Regions from separate parts of the Mus musculus genome. Here region 1 is linked to region 2. Evidence: chromatin contacts called from public HiChIP or PLAC-seq data. All regions are on one chromosome and are shown on one strand. The core of a region is the stretch at or near the end of the contact, and the rest is flanking DNA. Distances in the headings are between cores, read along the strand shown. Region 1 overlaps Tnip1 (TNFAIP3 interacting protein 1). Region 2 overlaps P4ha2 (procollagen-proline, 2-oxoglutarate 4-dioxygenase (proline 4-hydroxylase), alpha II polypeptide).

Region 1 (5,122 bases), core at 1,236-3,735, 820 kb before region 2:
CAGGGTTCGTCTCCAGTCCAGGGCAAGGTCTGGGACCAAGAGGTCTCCCACACCAGACTTGAGCACTTCCTGCTGCTAGTCCTCAGGACTCATCCCAGGCCCCTGTGAGAGCATCCTTTCTGAGAGTCATGGTACTTACTGGACAGATGAGAAAGGTGGATGTGTCAGAGCCCGTGGTACTGTTGTCAGTGCCGCGTTCTTGAACCCACTGCCCAGGGCCATGGGGAGATAATTCTGCAGCAGTGACCTCCAGTAGTAAGGAAATGAGTGCATTTGAGTCCAGGGATTTTTGTTGTTGTTGTTGTTTTGTTTTGTTTTGTTTGTTTTTTGTTGTTTTTTTTTTTTCTCAAGACAGGATTTCTCTGTGTAGCCCTAGCTGTCCTGGAACTCACTCTGTAGACCAGGCTGGCCTCGAACTCAGAAATCCGCCTGCCTCTGCCTCCCGAGTGCTGCACGCCCAGCATTGAGTCCAGGTTTTACAGTTGCTAGCAGAGTGACTAGTCAAGTTGATGACCTTGCCAGACCCTGGTTTCCTTTCTTTAAAACAGGAATGCTACGAGGCTGCCATGAGAACACCGTAGGGAGTTAAGGCTCAGTGGGTAGAATGCTCACTAGTGTGCATGTATTCAGCTGCTCGGAGTAAACTGCACGGTGGCACATGCCTGTAACCCTGGAGTTGGGAGTTGGTAGCAAGAAGATAAGGAGTCCAATGTCATCCTTAGCTGCATACTGAGTTTGGGGCCAGCCTCTGAGCTGCGTGAAGCCAAGTTTGAGGTCAACATATGTTACATGAGCCTCTCTCAAAACCCGAAAGAAAGCACTTGGTTAACTGAAAATTCTTTCTAGATCCCTGAGGCAGAGAACCATGACCACCTTGGAGTTTTCCTAGTAACTAGGTCTGCAAAGGGGTCTCTGCCCAGGCTCTGGACTCCATTACCCAGGCCAGGCATTTCACGTGACTTCTTGTCTTAAAGGGACAGCCTCCCTTTTCTCTAAATCAAGAGGGAACTCAGTCAGAGGGCTTCCATCTTCCTGGGGGCTGGGTTCAGGCGTCTTCCCTTCTAGGTTTCTTTAGCCACAGTCTTGATTTTCCAGGACAGGATACAAAGGTCCAGGTACATCCTGCTACCAGCACTGCCGCCACCACCACCGCCACCGCCACCACGGGAAACTCCATGGAGAAGCCCGAGCCAGCCTCCAAATCTCCGTCCAATGTAAGTTGCATTTGGAGCTGTGACTGGTTACCTAAAGCTCTTCCCGCCACACATCAGTCTGGAGCGCTGGGATGGGACAGCTTGCCATTTTGAGGTGAAAGTCATGGTTCTCATGACCAGGAAGGTCCTGATCAAACAAGGAGTTTTCTCTCATTTCCTGAGCTATCTAACGTGACCATGCTCACTAACTGGGCACAGACACATACTTCCAAGATGCTCAGAAACCATGTGCTGCAGGCTCAATGGAGAAGTGTAGCCTGGCATCATAGGGCCAGATCCTTCAGATGGTCAGAAGGTGGGTCTTTTCCAAGCTGAGACCACAGATGGGGTCATGGTGGCTCTGACTGGTGGCCAGCTGGGCTGGTTTCTCCCATCTGTCCTACCCCATCCAGGACAGGGAAAGCAGGTCAGGAGGGTGTTTTTGGTTTGGGGGTTTTTTGGTGGGGTATGAAGGAAGAGGTATATGCGTGGAGTGTGTTCTGGTGAGGACAGAGGAGGGCATCAGGTCTCCTGCTCCTTGCTTTATCCCTTACATCTCTTCACTGAACCCAGAGCTTGCCATCTCCAGATAAGCCAGTACCCCAGGGATCCTCTTGTCTCTGTCCACTCCCGTGCTGAGCTGTGAGTTAGGGATGCCCAGCTGTGCTGTTTATATGGGTGCTGGGAAATCCCAAGTTAGGTCTTCCTGCTGGTGTAGCGAATGTTCCACCCACTGAGCCATCTCCCCAGCCCCAGTCACGCCACATTTAAGGGTCTCTTAGAGCCAGGTTCAGATGAACTCTGGGCTCCTCAGCTGATTGAACAGCCAGTGAAGTCTGCGCCTTGGTTGATGACACATTGCAGAGCGGCCTTAGTGTTCTCAGGTCAGTCCTCTCCTGGGATGACCTTTGGGTTGAGTTGGTGAGGCTGGTGCAGGGCCTCCCTTGGTGGTGGCTGTAGTAGCTGCTGCCAGCCAGGGTGACAAGAGGCACCTGAGCCCAGGAGATAGCTTGGTTGCTTTGGCAGGATCTGCCAGCTTGTGCAGAGTCTTGGCTTGTGTGTTGACTCTGTGAACTTGGTTTCCTCATCCGTTCCAACACACACACACACACACACACACACACACACACACACACACACACACACACACACAGAGAGAGAGAGAGAGAGAGAGAGAGAGAGAGCAAATAAATAATACTGTTTCAAGGTTGGCTCGACCCACACCCCTGTTTCACTGATAAATAATGGCCATGGAGGGGTATGACCTCAGATCACAAGGAGGGTGATGGCAGTCCTGTGGTTCTTGGGTGATCTCATGAATAGTGTGTGACTATTGCCTCTAGGAACTCTGCACTGTTTGCCCTTCTGTCTTCCTTGGGGGCAGGGTCCGTTTATCATGGGCAGCTACTAACTTCCTTCTACCTAGGGCGCCTCCTCGGACTTTGAAGTGGTCCCTACTGAGGAGCAGAATTCACCCGAAACTGGCAGCCACCCTACGAACATGATGGTGAGCAGACAGGCATCCCCGCCCCCACCTCCAGCACATCCTTTTCTTTCCTCTCTGTCTGTCACCTGCCCTTTCGTGACACGACACTCAGATCCCTTGGGTCCCCTGTAGTTACATGGGGGACACAGAGGGGCTATAGCATGGGGTGCTTCTTACTCTCATATGCAAATCCCCCGCTGGTGACTTCCCCAGCTTGGGGCACACAGGCACCCCACTGTTGTGAAAGCCTGGGCCACTTGCCAGCCCCACTGGCCTCTGGACCAATCACCTTTCTGTCAGTTACAGTGACTCAGCCTCTTGGGTCTGTAGGTGTGGAAAGGGTCGGCCTGGTGCTGATGGGAGGGGTGGGAGTGATTTACCCTTTTGTGCTTGTCCTTGGCTCCTCCCAGGGGCAGATGGCCCGGAGGTTACACTTTGTGTTCACAAGTGGGGTGCACGCGTTTCTCCAGCTTCGGAGGGGCTGCTCAAATCCACATTCCTACCTTGCAGTGTTTAACCTTAGTCCAGCCGTGCAGTCCTTCTGTTCTTTCTTAAAATGCCAGACTTGGAGAGCTGCTGTGAAAGATCTTCAAGATTTGTCAGAGACCTTAAAGTCCTGTCTTTTCCTCATCCCTCCCTCCTATTTAATGTTTGCTTTATTCTGTTCTGTTTTGCTTTGTTTTCGTGTGAGGCAAACCTCTTGCCTCTTCTCCTAAGTCCATACCATGAAGCATGCCCCACTATAGACCATTAAACTGTTGCTATGCCAGCTCTACTTGGCCTCCCCTTCACCTGCAAACACCACCCCATCTCACACCAGCATTTAACCTTCAGTGCTGAGAGGATCGCCCTGTCAGGATGCTCTGTGTTTTGTCTCCTGGGACCATATGCATCTCGTCCTGTTCTGTCCCTGAGGACTGAGACATGACTGAGAGCAGGCGAGGTTCCCTCGCTCAGAAAGGTTTCAGCGCGCAGTCATGGGCTGATAACTTACCTTTTCCATTAAAGTCTGTCTACGCCAGCTCAGGAGTACACCAACTCCTGCTGGAAGCTTGTAGGCTACTTGGAGAAACCTGAGCACTTGATACACCTCCAGAGATCAGCCCTGGCCACTCCTAGTCCTTTGTGGTAGGAAAGGGACGTGCAATTGGAGACTGATTCTGCTTTTTTTTTTAATTAGAATGTGATGCTGATAGGACACAGGCCGAGCATTCAGTTGCCCAGAGCTCACTAGCAGGTCCTAGAGCCCTGGGTTACAGTGAGAAAATCCCAGTTGTAGGCCTGGCTCTGCCACTCTGCCATGTACTGACTGGGCTGCTATGAGCAAGTTCTCTGTCAGGATACATCATTGTCTCAGCCTGAGGGAACCGTAGCTCCCTGTGGCTCTGCTCTCTGATTCCCTGAAGTATTGGGGTTTGGGAGGAATCTGCTGGGTGATTCCTTGCCTGAACTTGGGGGTTGTGGTTGGGGGTAGGAAGTGGGTGGGTGGGTGGGGGGAACTGCTGGGTGAGTCTGTGAACTATTTTAGAGGAGGGGATCCGGAGGTGATGAAGAGTGTGAACATTTGGGGTAGATCAGGATATATAGAAATGAGGTCCACAGAACCCTGGGGTCTTGCAGGGGGCCTTGGGCAGGAGAAGGTTGGGAGGCCTAGTTAACGCCTGTCTATGAGCCAGGATTGAAAGGTCCCACTGAGATCCTTAGGACTGCTGTGGGTATGACCAGGGCTGTGGCTTCAGTAGCAGTGTTCTAGAGGGAATGGAGAGAGCAGTACTGAACTACTCTGCCCAGGCTGTTCTCTCTTCGTTTACTAGGTTGGGGTTCTCTGCAGTATTAGAGCTGTGATTCTTAGAAACATGGTGTTTGGTCCTCTCCCAGGCACAGCCCCCTAAGGAGAGCCTCCCTGAGCTCAGGAAGCAGTGCATTACAGTTAGAGACACCCTCTCTGCCTTCCCTCCTGTCAGTTTTGCTGTGCAATGAAGGACGGAAGTGATATACATACACATACTGCTGAAGGATGCCCAGCCTGGGGGAGGGCGAACTGACTACTCTCGGGCACTCAGTAAGACTCAGCGTAGGAGGAAGATGGCCTTGGTGGTGTTAGGCCAGCCAGTGGCCTGGAAGTCCTAGGTCCTGCCCTGTGAGTCAGCTCCAGATAGGGAACCTGTGTAACTGGAAATTTTCCCTGGGCTGAACAGAGGCCACAGGGGAAACTGAGTCATGAAGAATGGGGAAGCAATAGAAGAATCGGCCGGCATTGCCGCCTTAGGCTTGGTGAAGATCATGCTCTTGCTCCCACAGGACCTGGGGCCCCCACCCCCAGAGGACAGCAACCTGAAGCTCCACCTGCAGCGCCTGGAGACCACCCTTAGCGTGTGTGCAGAGGAGCCAGACCACAGCCAGCTCTTCACCCACCTGGGCCGCATGGCCCTCGAGTTCAACA
Region 2 (4,635 bases), core at 2,080-4,579:
TGTAACACAGATAAACAAGCTGTGGTCTGGACTTGTATGGAGCCTGGATGTACAGATCTTACTGAATACCTACCATTTGTGTGACTCTGGACAATTTTTCCAGCCTCAGACTCAGTCCCCTATCTAAACAGATATAATAATATCTACCTAAATAGAGACACCAGCATCAGTCTTAAAGGGCTTGTGCCAAAAAACTCAATGAGATGACATATGACCATGTTGCCTCAGGATGTCAAAGACCAGCAGCCATAATCAACATGTCCTGTGAATGCCAAGAATGTGAAGAATGACTTCCAGAACTCAGCATCCTCCCTAGAAGCAAACTCACGTGTCTGCTCCCTGAACTCCCTGTGGAGTCCTCCACAGCTAAGCTGAGTGCTGAAAGGCTTTCTGACAGGGAGGAGGAGCCCAGAATGGGTCAGGGTACTGGAGCAGAGATGACGATACTGAGAACAGGCACGGAAGCCAAGGAGGCAGTGGGGTCCTCAAAGACCACCTATAGGGAGACTTTGAGGTCACTCCTGAGCATCTAACGCAAGTGGATAACACAGAAAATTATCCTGAGTGAGCTGGAAATATGAGAAAGGTCAGAGGGCATTAAAGAGACAGAATCCACAGATGATTATGGCTTAGGCTGCCGATGGGAATTGCACCTAAGATAATAGCTAAAGGCTGATGGTAAACAGTGCAACACCAGATGGGAACGTCAATCTGAAACAGATAACGTTTGTGCAAACTATAGAATGTCCAAGTAGAGATGTCTACAGGCACTGGCTTATCCTGGCTGGAAGCCCAGGAGACATGCCTTGACAAGGGACACAGATCTGCACATCATGCGTGTATGGCACCACAGCTGGGGAGGGGATCAGAGTGACCAGTGGGAGTAGTTCCGGACAGTAACTCCCCGTGCCCTCTGGCCCCGTTCGGGACACCCAGGGGCCTGTTCACTGTGGCAGGATACAGTCAGGATATAGTTCCCTTCTACCACCAACTATGCCTCAGAGCTACACGTCAAAAAGCTTCCCAGAATTCCCTCCTCATTCTGGTCTCACGGCTGGGCTTGGCCCAACACCTGATGAAGCAGGAATAAAGAGAAGCGTCCTCCCTGTCAGCTCAGGAGAGTCCTCCACACCAAGAGCCTAGCTCATGATGAACCAGTGATAGGACATCTGAGAAGGAAGGCAGTTACGACAGTCTGTGGGCCTCTCTGCTGTATCTCCCCTAGGCTCCCAAGGAGTGAGGTGGTGTTTAAATCATAATGAAGTCCAATTGGATCCTTGGTTGTATTGGTCTCCACCCCCTAAGGCCAGGAAATCTCATAACAACTAGCAGTAAGCAGTAAGCAAGGGGGAAAAAGCCAATTTAAAGAACAAACAATCAAAAGCAGAGGAATGAATTATCAGATGAGTCAAAAGAGAAAAGTCAGAGACCAGCAGCCAGAATCTAGAACACCAGAGAGAAAGAAGCGATCCGCGCCAGACAGCTGGCTTTACTGGCCCAGTGCTCCTGGTGAGTTTGAAGAACAGGATCACAGAAAGAAGGGATAAAAGCACTGTGGGTACAAGAGTATGTGGGAACCAGGGAAAATTAATCACTACCCAGCAGCCTCAGCAGGAAGAAGAGAAGTCATGGGCTCAAGAGAACATTAGATCTAGAGTAGAAATACAAGAGATGGGCAAAAACTGAGGTCATAAAAAGTCAGATGACAGAGATCAGGAAAAGGGGGACATAAACAAGAAATGGGGGGCTGAAGGGGGATGTATATGAACTCAAGGAGAGAGCCCAGAGAAGTACGGGTTGGATGAAAGGGAGGAGACTAAGATGTCAATGGGGAATGAGCAGTGAGCCTACACATCAGCCCTGGACAGAAAGCACTGAGAGGCTCAGGGATGGAAGCAGGTCCACCAGCAGATGGACATTCCTCTGGGAGTGAGCTGCGCACGCAGGGAGTTTCCTGAGCTACGACCTCAATTCTCTACTACACTGGGGGGAGTTCCTGGCTAATATCTGAATCAAGACATTGGGGTAGGGGTTGACGCATGGGAGACTGGCACCGAATGGAAACCCAAAAGATCAGCACCAACAGCAACAGTGAGTCGCATCTAAGCAGTCTGACCTGTCCAGACAGCGGGGAGACAGAAGCAAATGGAGGTGTGTTACCTGGAAGTTCCCCTCTGGAAATCGTGTCCGGATCCAGTTTGTACGTGTCCTGAAGTCTCATCAGGGCTCTGGCAGCTCCAGACTCGTCCTCATCAGTGGGGAAGAATTGCCGCTGAACTGAGAGGTTAGCGACAAAACCTTCCAAATGACAGTGAGAACACAGGTCACTCTTGACCCAGCGGACAGTCACTACCTAGGTTTCTGGCTAATGAGATTTCCCTGTGCCTTCCCTCAAAGGCTGTCAGCAGGCTGGGGGCTCAGTGATGAAACACCTGTCTGGCACACATTCGGGGTGCGACACCAAAATAATAGTCGAAACAACAATAATAACTCACTCCCCTTCCTTGTGAAGTCCTATCTGGGGGCTCCTCTACAGAACTTTCTTAGCCCTCCCTGTGCTGTTCATTTGGAACCAAAAAGCCCTGCACACAACTTAGCACATAAGAGTTCAGTAGGCAGGGTATGAGCTTCCTAATACCCAAGGCCACAGCCCAGAGCCTAGACAGATTTGACCCCTGAAGCGGCCCCAGGTGGCTTTTTCCAGGGCCCTAAGCCCTGGTCCCAAGCCAGAGACACAGCTCCTGTTATTTTAGGGCTCTAAGTAGAAGCCAGGCCTTGCTATACTAATGATTCAGGCCTTTGAATTTGCCTAAGAACTGGGGACTGGGAGGGGCGCTCCAACACATTCTATCCCTGGCCCCTTTCCAAGAGTAGCAGCATCCCCTGCTATCCCCTCTCATCACACCAAGCCAGGGTGTCAAAGAGCTGCTACATCGTCTCCTTCACAGATATGTGGTCAGAAACTTGGAAGACTTTAGTATACAGGAAAAAAGAAAACCCCCTAGAAATAGCCACACGGTACTGTCAGGGTTCCCCCTTATCTCAGGGGCAAGCAGCCAACATCAGAGATGAAAATAAGCGATTGCTCTCGGGACGTGTAATCACCTTCCAGGTAATCACAGCATTTCCACATGGCAATGGAGGGAGTGGGGACGACAAGATCAGACGTCGGAGCGTGGAGATCTATTGTCTGCATCTGTGCGGGCTTCCTTGCCTACCTCTCCAGAAAGCAGGCAGAACAGCCTGTTCTGAGCTGTTCTGTGCAGCAGGCCCAGCCCAGGAAGGGAGGGTGAAGGGGGGTGGGGTCTGGGAAAGGCAGTGGCTTCTGGAGGCTGTGAGCTCACAGGCACAGCTCCAGCCGCTCTGAGCTCACCAATCCCTCCCCAGAGACTACCCAGCCCCCAGCCAACCCCAACCCAGGCGGGTCACGTGGCTGTAACCAGTCTCAGCCAGAGAGACAGCTAGTCTGAAGTTAATCAGCACTCAGCGAAGTGAAGAGGCCCGGCCCAGCCTGAGGCTGGGAAGCCCGTGGCCCACCTCCAGCCCACCCTTCCATTACCGATATCCTCTCCTCTGGGTAACAGGAACGTGTTCACTCGCAGAAGGTACTACCCCAGAAAAACAAATCTATGCTCTGCCCTGTAAATACCATTTCTAGGTCATTTAGCTTAGAAAAATAATCAGAGGCAGACCCAAAATGCATGTAAAAGAGGGCTGAAAAATTGGAAACAACTCCAGGTGCACTACGAGATGACCATACCGTCATTACAGTCACGGCACAGGCACACTTAAGCTGCATCTACAGAACCTGGGAAACGCAGGACTGAGCGCACGTTTGTGTCAATTCCACACAGACATGCGTTGTGCGTAAGAGACACATGTAGGACATATTCAGATGAAGCCTCTGTTACCCAGCTTGCCTCCGCCCACTTGGCTTATTTTTAATTCATTCATCCTTTAAAGCAAGTGAGTTTTAATCCTTTAGGCCATGCATAGCTCCAGTTTTTAATAACATGTTTGTACACATAAGCGGATTCTTTTGGTGTGTATGAACGTTTATAAACGTGTATGCGTACGTGTGTTTTCTTGTGGATGGGTGCATACGGATGCATGCGAATGTATATGGAAGCTCAAATTTGAAGTCACTTGTCTTCGTCAATCACCCTCTATTTATTTACTGAGGCAGGAGCGCCCACATGATCCCAGAGCTCATGGGTCAGCGAGTCTAGCTAGCCAGCTTGCCTGGGAAATCTCATCTCTGCCTCCTGAGGGCTGGGATGATGCCAGACTCACTTGCCTGGAGCTGGGATGATGCCAGACGCACTCGCCTGGCTCTACATGGCTTGTGGGTATGCAAACTTCAGTTCTCACACTTGGATGATAAGGGCTTCACCCACTGGGCCACCTCACCAGCCCAAGGTTAGAGTTTTTAAAAATGATTTTAAAGGTTTATTTTTTGTGTATGAATGAGAGTTCTGCCTGCATGTGTGTCTGCACCAGGGGTGAGAGGAAGAGGTCATATTACCGGGAACTGTAAATACAGATGGTTGTGAGCCAACATATAGGTTCTGGGAGCCAAATCTGGATCCTCGGCAAGAGCAACCAGCTCTCTTAACCACTGTGCAATCTCTCCAT

What was found. HiChIP or PLAC-seq counts read pairs in DNA pulled down with a chosen protein or histone mark.
Region 1: an HNF4G HiChIP or PLAC-seq map of pancreatic cancer cells shows a contact between it and region 2. The contact joins two enhancer-like sites. A contact is called at or near these places in 1 of 484 Hi-C or Micro-C datasets (cortical neurons) and 2 of 115 datasets of contacts at active chromatin or transcription factors (extraembryonic endoderm stem cells and pancreatic cancer cells).

Annotation. Positions count from the first base shown.
Region 1 is chr11:54,934,039-54,939,160 of GRCm38.p6, reverse strand. Tnip1 (TNFAIP3 interacting protein 1) reads left to right here. Exons shown (of 19, transcript NM_001199275.2): 5 at 1,096-1,214; 6 at 2,620-2,700; 7 at 4,981-5,122. Among named protein-coding and RNA genes, the nearest start is that of Tnip1, 26 kb to the left of the region's middle. Within about 2 kb of position 2,485, at least 149 of the 459 cell types and tissues checked have an H3K27ac peak or open chromatin away from gene starts, as enhancers often do. A contact at or near this core is called in pancreatic cancer cells, where this site is marked.
Region 2 is chr11:54,111,800-54,116,434 of GRCm38.p6, reverse strand. P4ha2 (procollagen-proline, 2-oxoglutarate 4-dioxygenase (proline 4-hydroxylase), alpha II polypeptide) reads right to left here. Exons shown (of 16, transcript NM_001136076.2): 6 at 2,161-2,298. Among named protein-coding and RNA genes, the nearest start is that of P4ha2, 13 kb to the right of the region's middle. Within about 2 kb of position 3,329, at least 172 of the 459 cell types and tissues checked have an H3K27ac peak or open chromatin away from gene starts, as enhancers often do. A contact at or near this core is called in pancreatic cancer cells, where this site is marked.